Linked DNA regions of Mus musculus: all the other regions are linked to region 3. The links are chromatin contacts, called in public promoter capture Hi-C maps. All regions are on one chromosome and are shown on one strand. The core of a region is the stretch at or near the end of the contact, and the rest is flanking DNA. Distances in the headings are between cores, read along the strand shown. Region 1 holds the start of Nelfb (negative elongation factor complex member B). Region 2 holds the start of Abca2 (ATP-binding cassette, sub-family A (ABC1), member 2). Region 3 holds the start of Grin1 (glutamate receptor, ionotropic, NMDA1 (zeta 1)).

Evidence for each region. Capture Hi-C pulls out chosen DNA fragments and counts their contacts.
Region 1: a promoter capture Hi-C map of liver shows a contact between it and region 3. The contact joins the promoter of Nelfb here to the promoter of Grin1 in region 3. A contact is called at or near these places in 17 of 39 promoter capture datasets (3T3-L1-derived adipocytes, the HPC-7 cell line, HPC-7-derived erythroid cells and 12 more), 2 of 15 datasets of contacts at CTCF or cohesin (the NIH/3T3 cell line and embryonic stem cells), 4 of 484 Hi-C or Micro-C datasets (the HPC-7 cell line, female germline stem cell-derived STRA8 germ cells, neural progenitor cells and 1 more), 10 of 115 datasets of contacts at active chromatin or transcription factors (the 230-238 cell line, the HPC-7 cell line, cardiomyocytes and 6 more) and 3 of 9 other capture datasets (adipose tissue, liver and pancreatic islet).
Region 2: a contact with region 3 is called in a promoter capture Hi-C map of adipose tissue. The contact joins the promoter of Abca2 here to the promoter of Grin1 in region 3. A contact is called at or near these places in 14 of 39 promoter capture datasets (the 3T3-L1 cell line, 3T3-L1-derived adipocytes, the C10 cell line and 8 more), 2 of 484 Hi-C or Micro-C datasets (both in embryonic stem cells), 3 of 115 datasets of contacts at active chromatin or transcription factors (effector CD8 T cells, embryonic stem cells and pancreatic cancer cells) and 3 of 9 other capture datasets (adipose tissue, liver and pancreatic islet).

The regions. Positions count from the first base shown.
Region 1 is chr2:25,210,124-25,212,823 of GRCm38.p6, reverse strand. Nelfb (negative elongation factor complex member B) reads left to right here and starts at 1,335. Exons shown (of 13, transcript NM_021393.3): 1 at 1,335-1,722; 2 at 1,952-2,115; 3 at 2,287-2,386. The coding sequence starts at 1,477. It overlaps Stpg3 (sperm tail PG rich repeat containing 3), which reads left to right. Exons shown (of 6, transcript NM_028961.1): 6 at 1-265.
Region 2 is chr2:25,427,118-25,429,941 of GRCm38.p6, reverse strand. Abca2 (ATP-binding cassette, sub-family A (ABC1), member 2) reads right to left here and starts at 1,343. Exons shown (of 49, transcript NM_001368624.1): 1 at 1,107-1,343. The coding sequence starts at 1,172.
Region 3 is chr2:25,317,822-25,320,521 of GRCm38.p6, reverse strand. It overlaps Grin1 (glutamate receptor, ionotropic, NMDA1 (zeta 1)), which reads left to right and starts at 1,335. Exons shown (of 20, transcript NM_008169.3): 1 at 1,335-1,893. The coding sequence starts at 1,636.

The DNA of each region.
Region 1 (2,700 bases), core at 86-2,585, 110 kb after region 3:
CCTGGTTGCCCATCCTTTGCCCAATGGGCTGTCTTGAATATGTGGCTTTCTGCTTCCCTGGTATTTCTGGCTTTCTCTGTTCCTGCGTGGTGTTCTTTTCTTCAGGATTGAAATGGCAGTCTGGGAACTAACCCTAAGCTTTCTGACCTAGGATAGAATAGGAAAAGGCAATGTGGGACAATCTAATCCACTCACCTAAGGTCCAGCATCTACCTGAGGATCAGGGATGCTTGCTGGGCTGAGGAACTATTGGGATGGGATGGGAAGTCAGAACCTGGGGTGCAGACACCTGTCTGCAGACAGCCTTGCCTAGCCCACTGAGGTAGGACCCAGGGAATCAGCTCACCAGACACTGGCCCTACTCCCCTGGAGCCTTGACCTGAAGAGTCAACTGGGTTTGGTAACTTGTGTTCTGAGAACCCACGCCCAAAGCCTTCCCACCCTAGCCCCTGCCCAATGATGGTTCCCTCAGCACTGTTGATCTGCCTTCCTACTTAGAAGTAGCCCCCTTCAGGAGCCTTGCCCTGCAGCTAGTAATAGCAATTTCTCCAGAGCTCTCTCCATACTTTCTTCCACACCCAGACACAGATCTCACTAAAGAACGTTTTTAAAATGTATTTTATGTGTATGGTGTTTTGTTTGCTTGTATGTATGTGTATGTGTGCTTAGTACCCAGAAGACATTAGATTCCTTGGAAGTGACGTTACAGAGCTGCTATGTAGGTGCTGGAACTGAACCCAGGCCCCCTGCAATAAGCAGAAAACGTTCTTAACTGCTGAGCTATTATTTTCCTAGCTCTCAGAGCTGATTTCTTTCTTTCTTTCCATCCTCCCCAGACAGGCCCTGGCTGTCTTGGAAGTTACTGTGTAAACCAGGCTAGTCCTGAACTAACAGAGAGTCTCCTGGTTCTACCTCCCAAGTGCTAGGATTAAAGATATGCATCATTGCCAAGTGTGACAGCACAAGCCTTTAACCCCAGCAGTCAGGAAGCAGAGGGTCTGAGTTTGAGACAACCAAGTCTAAAGTGTCCATGTCTCAAGGGGGAAAAAAATTGTACTACTAAGCCCAAACCAGAACTCACTTAAAAAGTGACTTCATTTATGCATATAAATGCATGTATGTCTGTATACCCCATGGTGCTTGTGGAGGTCAGAAGAGGGCATCAGATCCCCTGAAACTGTCGTAGGTTCTGGTTCCCAGAGAGCAGTCGAACTGAAAAGCTGAAATTTTCATCGTACTGACAAGAGCGCGGGCTAGAGTGGCTAAGGCCTCCGGAGATGGGGTAACTTCACATCTCGACCCCGCCCCTTGAGCACGTTCTCACGACCTCTCACTGGGTAGCAAGTCGCTGCTCGGAACCTGCGGGCGGCGGAGGCGTTTTCCCGGGGCCTATTGGCTGCTGGACCTAGGCAGTCAAGGGCGGAAGTGGGAGGTGTGGGTCCGTGCGAGCTGCTCTGCTGACGCGATCTGGCCACACTGGAGGCGGCGGGCGAACGGGGCTTGGGGGGTCCTCGTGGCACCGTGGAGAGGGCTTCTGGGGCTCCGTCAGGGTCCGCTACGGCTCCAGCGGAGCGCGGTGGGGATGGGGTACACAGCCGAGCGTCCGCCGGAGCCTCCGCCATGTTCGCGGGGCTCCAGGACCTGGGCGTGGCCAATGGCGAGGACCTGAAAGAGACCCTGACCAACTGCACCGAGCCTCTCAAGGCCATTGAACAATTTCAGGTGGGCAGAAGGGGCCGGGGCAGCTAGGGAAGCTGGACACAATTCGGCGCGCTCCCGACGCTTGGATGGAGGCGCTAAAGGTTCTGCGCTAGGGACCCGCTGAGTAACTGAGTGTTTTCCCTTTTCCGCTGTTACTATGGCGGACCCTAGTACTCGGCATCCGTGGTGTCCGTGCTGACTTGGCTGCGGCCAAGCAAAATGCGTACGCGTTTACCCTCTGCTTCTCCAGACAGAGAATGGCGTGTTGCTGCCTTCCCTGCAGTCGGCCCTGCCCTTCTTGGATCTACACGGGACACCGCGGCTGGAGTTCCATCAGTCAGTGTTTGATGAACTACGTGACAAACTTCTGGAACGAGTGTCAGCAATTGCCTCTGAGGGAAAGGCAGAGGAGAGGTGGGTCTCTACCAGGAAGCTGCTTATCTTTGTGAGTAGCATTGATGGTCTCCATGGCTGCACAGCCCTACCTGTAGATACAACCTGGAATGGAATGTGTTTGAGGGATTCCTCTTCTCTGTATGTTCTGCATGTGGAGACACACTTCCTCAGCTGTGCAAATCTGTGCAGGTACAAGAAGCTGGAAGACCTTCTGGAAAAGAGCTTTTCTTTGGTCAAGATGCCATCCCTACAACCAGTGGTGATGTGTGTTATGAAACACTTGCCCAAGGTGAGAACTGTGGGGCCAGCCTCTCAGACTGTGTGTTTAGTGCAGGAAGTTGCTTAGCTCTGGGAAAGTTTGATGGACTTGCCCTCCAGCAAGCTCTGGGCCCCTTCTTTATATCACACACTTCCCCTGGTTGAGCCAAATGGAAATATTTATCCCTTGAAGTGCAGGGTGGGTCTTTTGTGGGAAGAGGACTGTGGAGATTCTGGATGCCTGAATTCACCTGCTAAGAGTTGGAGGTCCATCACAGTCTGGGCTCTGTAGGGTCTGTGGGCAGCTGAGGCCTCATGGAGGCAGCTGTGTCCTCATGGCGACAC
Region 2 (2,824 bases), core at 94-2,593, 110 kb before region 3:
CTGCCAGGCTGTGGTGATGACTGCTACCCACCCTGCCTACAGACCAGAGTTTCTTATTATGAATCTAAAGTACTCAAAGAACATAGGTGGAGTGTTGCTGCCCAAGGGGTCCCTGGGTATGAGCTGGTTAAGGCCCTTCTTTTAGGTCCTGCACTCTCTTGTCTCCATCCTGGAAAATCCCAAGGGCCCTCGGACACTCTTGCTGGCCCAGGACTCTCTGGATGCCCTTGCTCTTCCAGGGACTGGGATGAAAACCAACACTGCAAACGCCATCCGTGCCTGGCATCCTGCTCCTCACACAGGACTCGTACCCCAACACTCTTTATACCCTGCCTGGCCTAGACAGGTACTAAGAAGCTCAGCAGAACCCAGCCCCAAGAGAGGCCCAAGGCAGGAGAAATCAGAGGAGCAGCCTCAGGAGAAACTGGCCCCAAAGGGTGCTGGGATTTAACAGGTTGAGTCCACACAACAAGGACATTCCCAGGGATGAGAAAGCAGGAGTAAGGGTTGTGACTTGCCAGGATGGGTTAGGAAAGGAGATGAAGGGAGGAGAAGGTGGTGGTGGTGGTGGTGGTGGTAGTGGTGGAGGAAGAGGAGGAGGAGGAGGAAGAGGAGGAGGGCGGTAGCAGCGGCGGCGAAGGCTGTTTGGTACCAGCTTCAGCCTAAGGTGCTTGCCCAAGGGCAGAGTACCAGTAAAGGGAATGAAAAGACAGGTTCCTATGGGGGCCCCAGAGATGATGGGACCAGGGCTCTGAGTCCCTAAGCTGAATGGTGTGTCCCAGCTAGCGCTCTGGACCAGGAACCTGCACCTAGCTCTAGCTGAAGTCCAGGGACCACCTGCCCCCACCCCAGCCTGCCAGAAAGCGCTGCGGAGGGCGCCGGCCCGTGACTCAGCCGTGCGCTGCGAGTGTCAGCGGACCAGGGCACAGCCGAACCCACTGCCGGAGGCCCGGAAGCCCGCGGAATCGTCCGGCCCCGAACAGGGTCTCCGGTGGCGCCCTCCCGGGGTCTGCGCGCGCCTGGACACTGCACGTGCACGCGGAGAGCGCACCGGCAAATTGGGCGCGCGGCCTGCGAGCCCCTAAGGGCGGGCGCGGCTCGCTCACCGGGCTCCGGCGCTTCAGCGTCACGTTCTTCCAGAGCAGCAGCTGCAGCTGGTGCAGGAAGCCCATGGCCGGGCCGCGCTCCGCCGCTTCAGCGCCGCGGCCCTGTCCTCTGCGCGCCCCGCCGGGCCCCGCTGCCGGCCGCGCCGCTCGGCATCGCCCGCGCGGGGGCGGGGCGCTCGAGAGTCCAGGACCTGCTGCTCGCAGGCTCCGCCCCGGCGGCCGCAGCTACAGAGACTCGTCGCGCCCGCGCCCGTCGCCCCCACTTAAAGGCGTCTCTGCGCCCGGGTAGCCGCCAGGGGGCGCCCGCGCCCGCCTGCACCTGCGCACAGCACTAGGCCTCGCTGCTCACTGGACCCATAATGCAGTGTTTCCAAGATCCCTCACAGCCCCCATCTAAACCAAGATCCCGGCTCGCACCTTTCCGAGGTCTAGGGAGAACGCAGGTACCCTATGCTTCTCCCAGGAGATTCCAAATATGAGTCTCCAATTGAGAGATTTACGCAGAGGGGTACCCAAGGTGTTTACTGTCCTGTTTGGAAAACTGAAGGAGGCTTGGTCACCATTAGATTGACCCTCCTCACTTGTAGAGACAGGAAGCAGGGTCAGTCACTCATTTAGAGGAGAGACATTGGTCCGTTAGGAGAATCCCATCGCGGCTTGAGGTGCAACAACACGATGTGACTTAGATATTTTAAAGAGGAGCCTGATGAGAGGGACTGCGGTAGTTCGACCACCTTCACAAAAGCATTCTGTGTTCCTCATAGACGAGCCACCACCTGCTGATGAAATGGCGTTTACCTAGATTATCAAAATGCAGAGCAACAGCAGGTCATGGCAGATTTACCTTTAACCCAGCGCTCAGCTCAGGGAGGCAGAGAAAAGCAGATCTTTGTGAGTTCAAGTCCACACTGGTCTACATAGAGAGACCATATCTCAATAAAATAAATAATAGAGAGCAACCACGCACGTGTAATCCCAGCATCAAAAAGGCAGAGGCAGAAGGGATGAAGTATTCAAGGTCATCCTTGGTTATATAGAGAATTCAAAGCTAGCCTGCGCAACATGAGACCCTGTCCAAAATACTCTCTCTCTCTCTCTCTCTCTCTCTCTCTCTCTCTCTCTGCAGGTGGAGACAGCTGTTTTGAGGTCCAGGGTATCATCCAAACACATTTCTTACATAGTTTTAACTGAATTTAGAACACGTAAGGTGCATATGCCTGGGGTCACTGCAGTCCACCTGCGATTTCCATGCAGGTGAGGCAGATGCCCAGCGGGCAGGGCAGCAGAAATGCTTACCAGGTATGAAGAGCTAGACACACCACGTGAAGGGCTGGGTGTGCATAACCGGAAACTGCTACAGGTCAGAGAGCCCTAATTCTGACCTGAGAAAGTTAGGTTTATATTCAAAATGATGCTGAGACATCACAACTGTGAAAATTTACCACAGTCATCCATTGTGACTACCAGATCAGGCCTCCCTGCTCTAGCCAGACTGCACAAAAGGGGCTGGAAAGCAGGGGTGACTGAGAAGACAGGTTGTCCCTTATATAAGAGGTTTACTTGCTACCCCAACACCACCCACCTCCCCACCTACTCCATATTCATGTAAGCCTAGCATCTTTCTGCTCTTAGAGCCTGGCCTTTGGTGGGTCCTTAGAAGTGTTTGAATGTGGGCCTATTGATACTGTCACAGGACTATTTTCTCCAATATGGCAGGC
Region 3 (2,700 bases), core at 86-2,585:
GCAGCAGAGAAAAGAAAGGGAGCCAAGACAGGGGTCTTAGACAGTGCCACAGGCCTGCCTGTCCTCTGCTCTGGAAGACAGCTTTAACAAGAGGACTCAGGAGTGTGAACGTGTGGGTCCAGGATTCTCCCCTGCACTGCTCAGCACATAGGTGTGACGACCTCCTCCTTTATCCCCTAGGAAGCATTTACAGGGGAGCCTGCAAAATCCTGGTTGCTATTGGAAATACTGATGTCACTGGCAGGGGTGGAGCTTCAGCAGTTTTTTTTTTTTTTTTAATTTGGGAAAGGCTGTACTTTACATGGCAGGAGGGGGACAAAGAATTAGGATTGCCAGACTGAGAAACAAGGAGAGCTCTGGGAAATGACTGCTGGGAGCAAGATGCAGTTCACACTGGTGAACAGCCAAAGAGAGGAAGCAGGGAATACAAAATAATCTAATTCAGACAGTGCTGCCTGATGTCTAACCTTGCTTTAGCTGCTATAAACAGCTTCCTCTGTCCTTGGTCTCCTTCAGGTCTCCTAGAAGGTACCACTCTATAGTAGAGGAGCCAATGTCACACCTATTTTTTCTTTTTCTTCTTTTTAAATTTTCTTTCTTTTCTTTTCTTTCCTTTCCTTCCCCCCCCCCCCCCCCGAGACAGGGTTTCTCTGTATAGCCCTGGCTGTCCTGGAACTCACTTTGTAGACCAGGCTGGCCTCGAACTCAGAAATCTGCCTGCCTCTGCCTTCAGAGTGCTGGGATTAAAGTCGTGCACCACCTCCGCCCGGCCGTCACACCTATTCTTAACCTCCAGAAGGGAGTCTAAGTCACGGATCCAAGGTGTGGTGTTCCCCTCCCTCCAATTTGGTTTTATTTATTTATAGACAGATCCTGTTACTCACTATGTAGCCCAGGCTGGCCTTGAACTCTAGCAATCCTATCTCACCCTCTAGAGTGTATCCAACTCTCTCCTATAATACTGAGCCCTATCAGAAGGAAATCACCAATATCCTTCCCCCAGCGGTATAGAGGGACAGGGCCTCTTCCTGACCTTGGAAGAATCAAGTCCCAAAATATTACAAACTGTAGGTAAGAACTTCTACTTGAGCGCGCACACTCAAGCATTCACAATGCATTCCCTCCTGTTTAAATACACTTAAGAGTGCAGGTGCACGTGGTGATAAGAAACCCGGCTCAGCTATCGCAAGTCGGGACCACACGGATGACTGTCCCTGGTTCTCTGTATGCTAACGCGCGTGCACATGCCCACGTGGGCGCGTCTCACTCGCGCGCTCCAAGCATTTACGCCAACGCAGGCGCGCGTCAGGAGGCGCGCGCTCGACTCCGCGTCAGGAAGCGGGGGCGGTGGGAGGGGTAGAACGCGTAGGTCCCGCTCACGACTCCGCAGCTGCTGCAGTCGCCGCAGCATCGGGACCAGTCGCACAGTCCAGGCAGCTGTCTTTTTCGCCTTTTCCGCGCGGGTGTTCGAGCAGCGCCCAATACGCTTCAGCACCTCGGACAGCACCCGCCGCGCTCGCCCTGGGCTCCTGAAGAATCCGCGGGTGCTTGACCGCGCGGGGGCCCGGGGGTCCGTACATCGCGAGGTGGTCGCGCTCGCGCAACCCAGAACCAGGCCCGCTGTGCCCGAGGCTCATGAGCACCATGCACCTGCTGACATTCGCCCTGCTTTTCTCCTGCTCCTTCGCCCGCGCTGCCTGCGACCCCAAGATTGTCAACATCGGCGCGGTGCTGAGCACGCGCAAGCACGAGCAGATGTTCCGCGAGGCAGTAAACCAGGCCAATAAGCGACACGGCTCTTGGAAGATACAGCTCAACGCCACTTCTGTCACCCACAAGCCCAACGCCATACAGATGGCCCTGTCAGTGTGTGAGGACCTCATCTCTAGCCAGGTGACCACTACTTCCTCTCTCCCCTGCTCCTCCACCATCCTCCACTGCCCCAGTTTCATTCGATCCTTCCCTGGTCCTTCTCAGTCTCCTTACCAGACCACCCCAAGCCAACTGGTCCCTGGAAAGGCCTGGGACAAATGTCTGTGTCTGCTGGTTCCCCCTGGACTGGTCCTCAGAGGACCATGTGTGCTGTCATGTGACTATCATTGGTGATCTGTTCCATCTAGTCAGTGTGGTTCTAGACATTTTGAGCACAAGATGGAGGAGCACTTCAGGGAACTGGCTGGATGAGGCCTGGGGCTATCTTTGTTTCTTTCCTTACCTCTCTTCCCTTCCCCCATTCATGGGTCTGCATAGGATGGTCCAGGTGCCAGAGCAAACAGGCTCTGCAGGGGTTGGAGTGAGGACTGCGCATGCCAGAGACACCAAGGCACAGAGTGGGAGCTGAGTGCAGTGTGCTGCAGGGGAGGACATGTTGCTGGTGAAGCTGTCCTCCCCTAGCTGAACTGGCTGCTGAATTCCAATGAAGCCATGAGAGTCACTGCAATGCACCATCTTATGTAAAATGAGGACAGGAACAGAGACTGTGCCAAGTCTATTAATACTTGCTTTTCAAAGGACATCTACATCCATGAACATATCTGCTCACACACATGTTCATGCACATGGCACTAGCACACACTACGTCTCAAAATAACACAGTCAACTGCACATGCTCACTCACACACATCTGTATATCCATGGACACCCTGCTTGATATGGTCAGTGCACATAGCAACACTGCTTCCATCATGAGAGTCCTATATC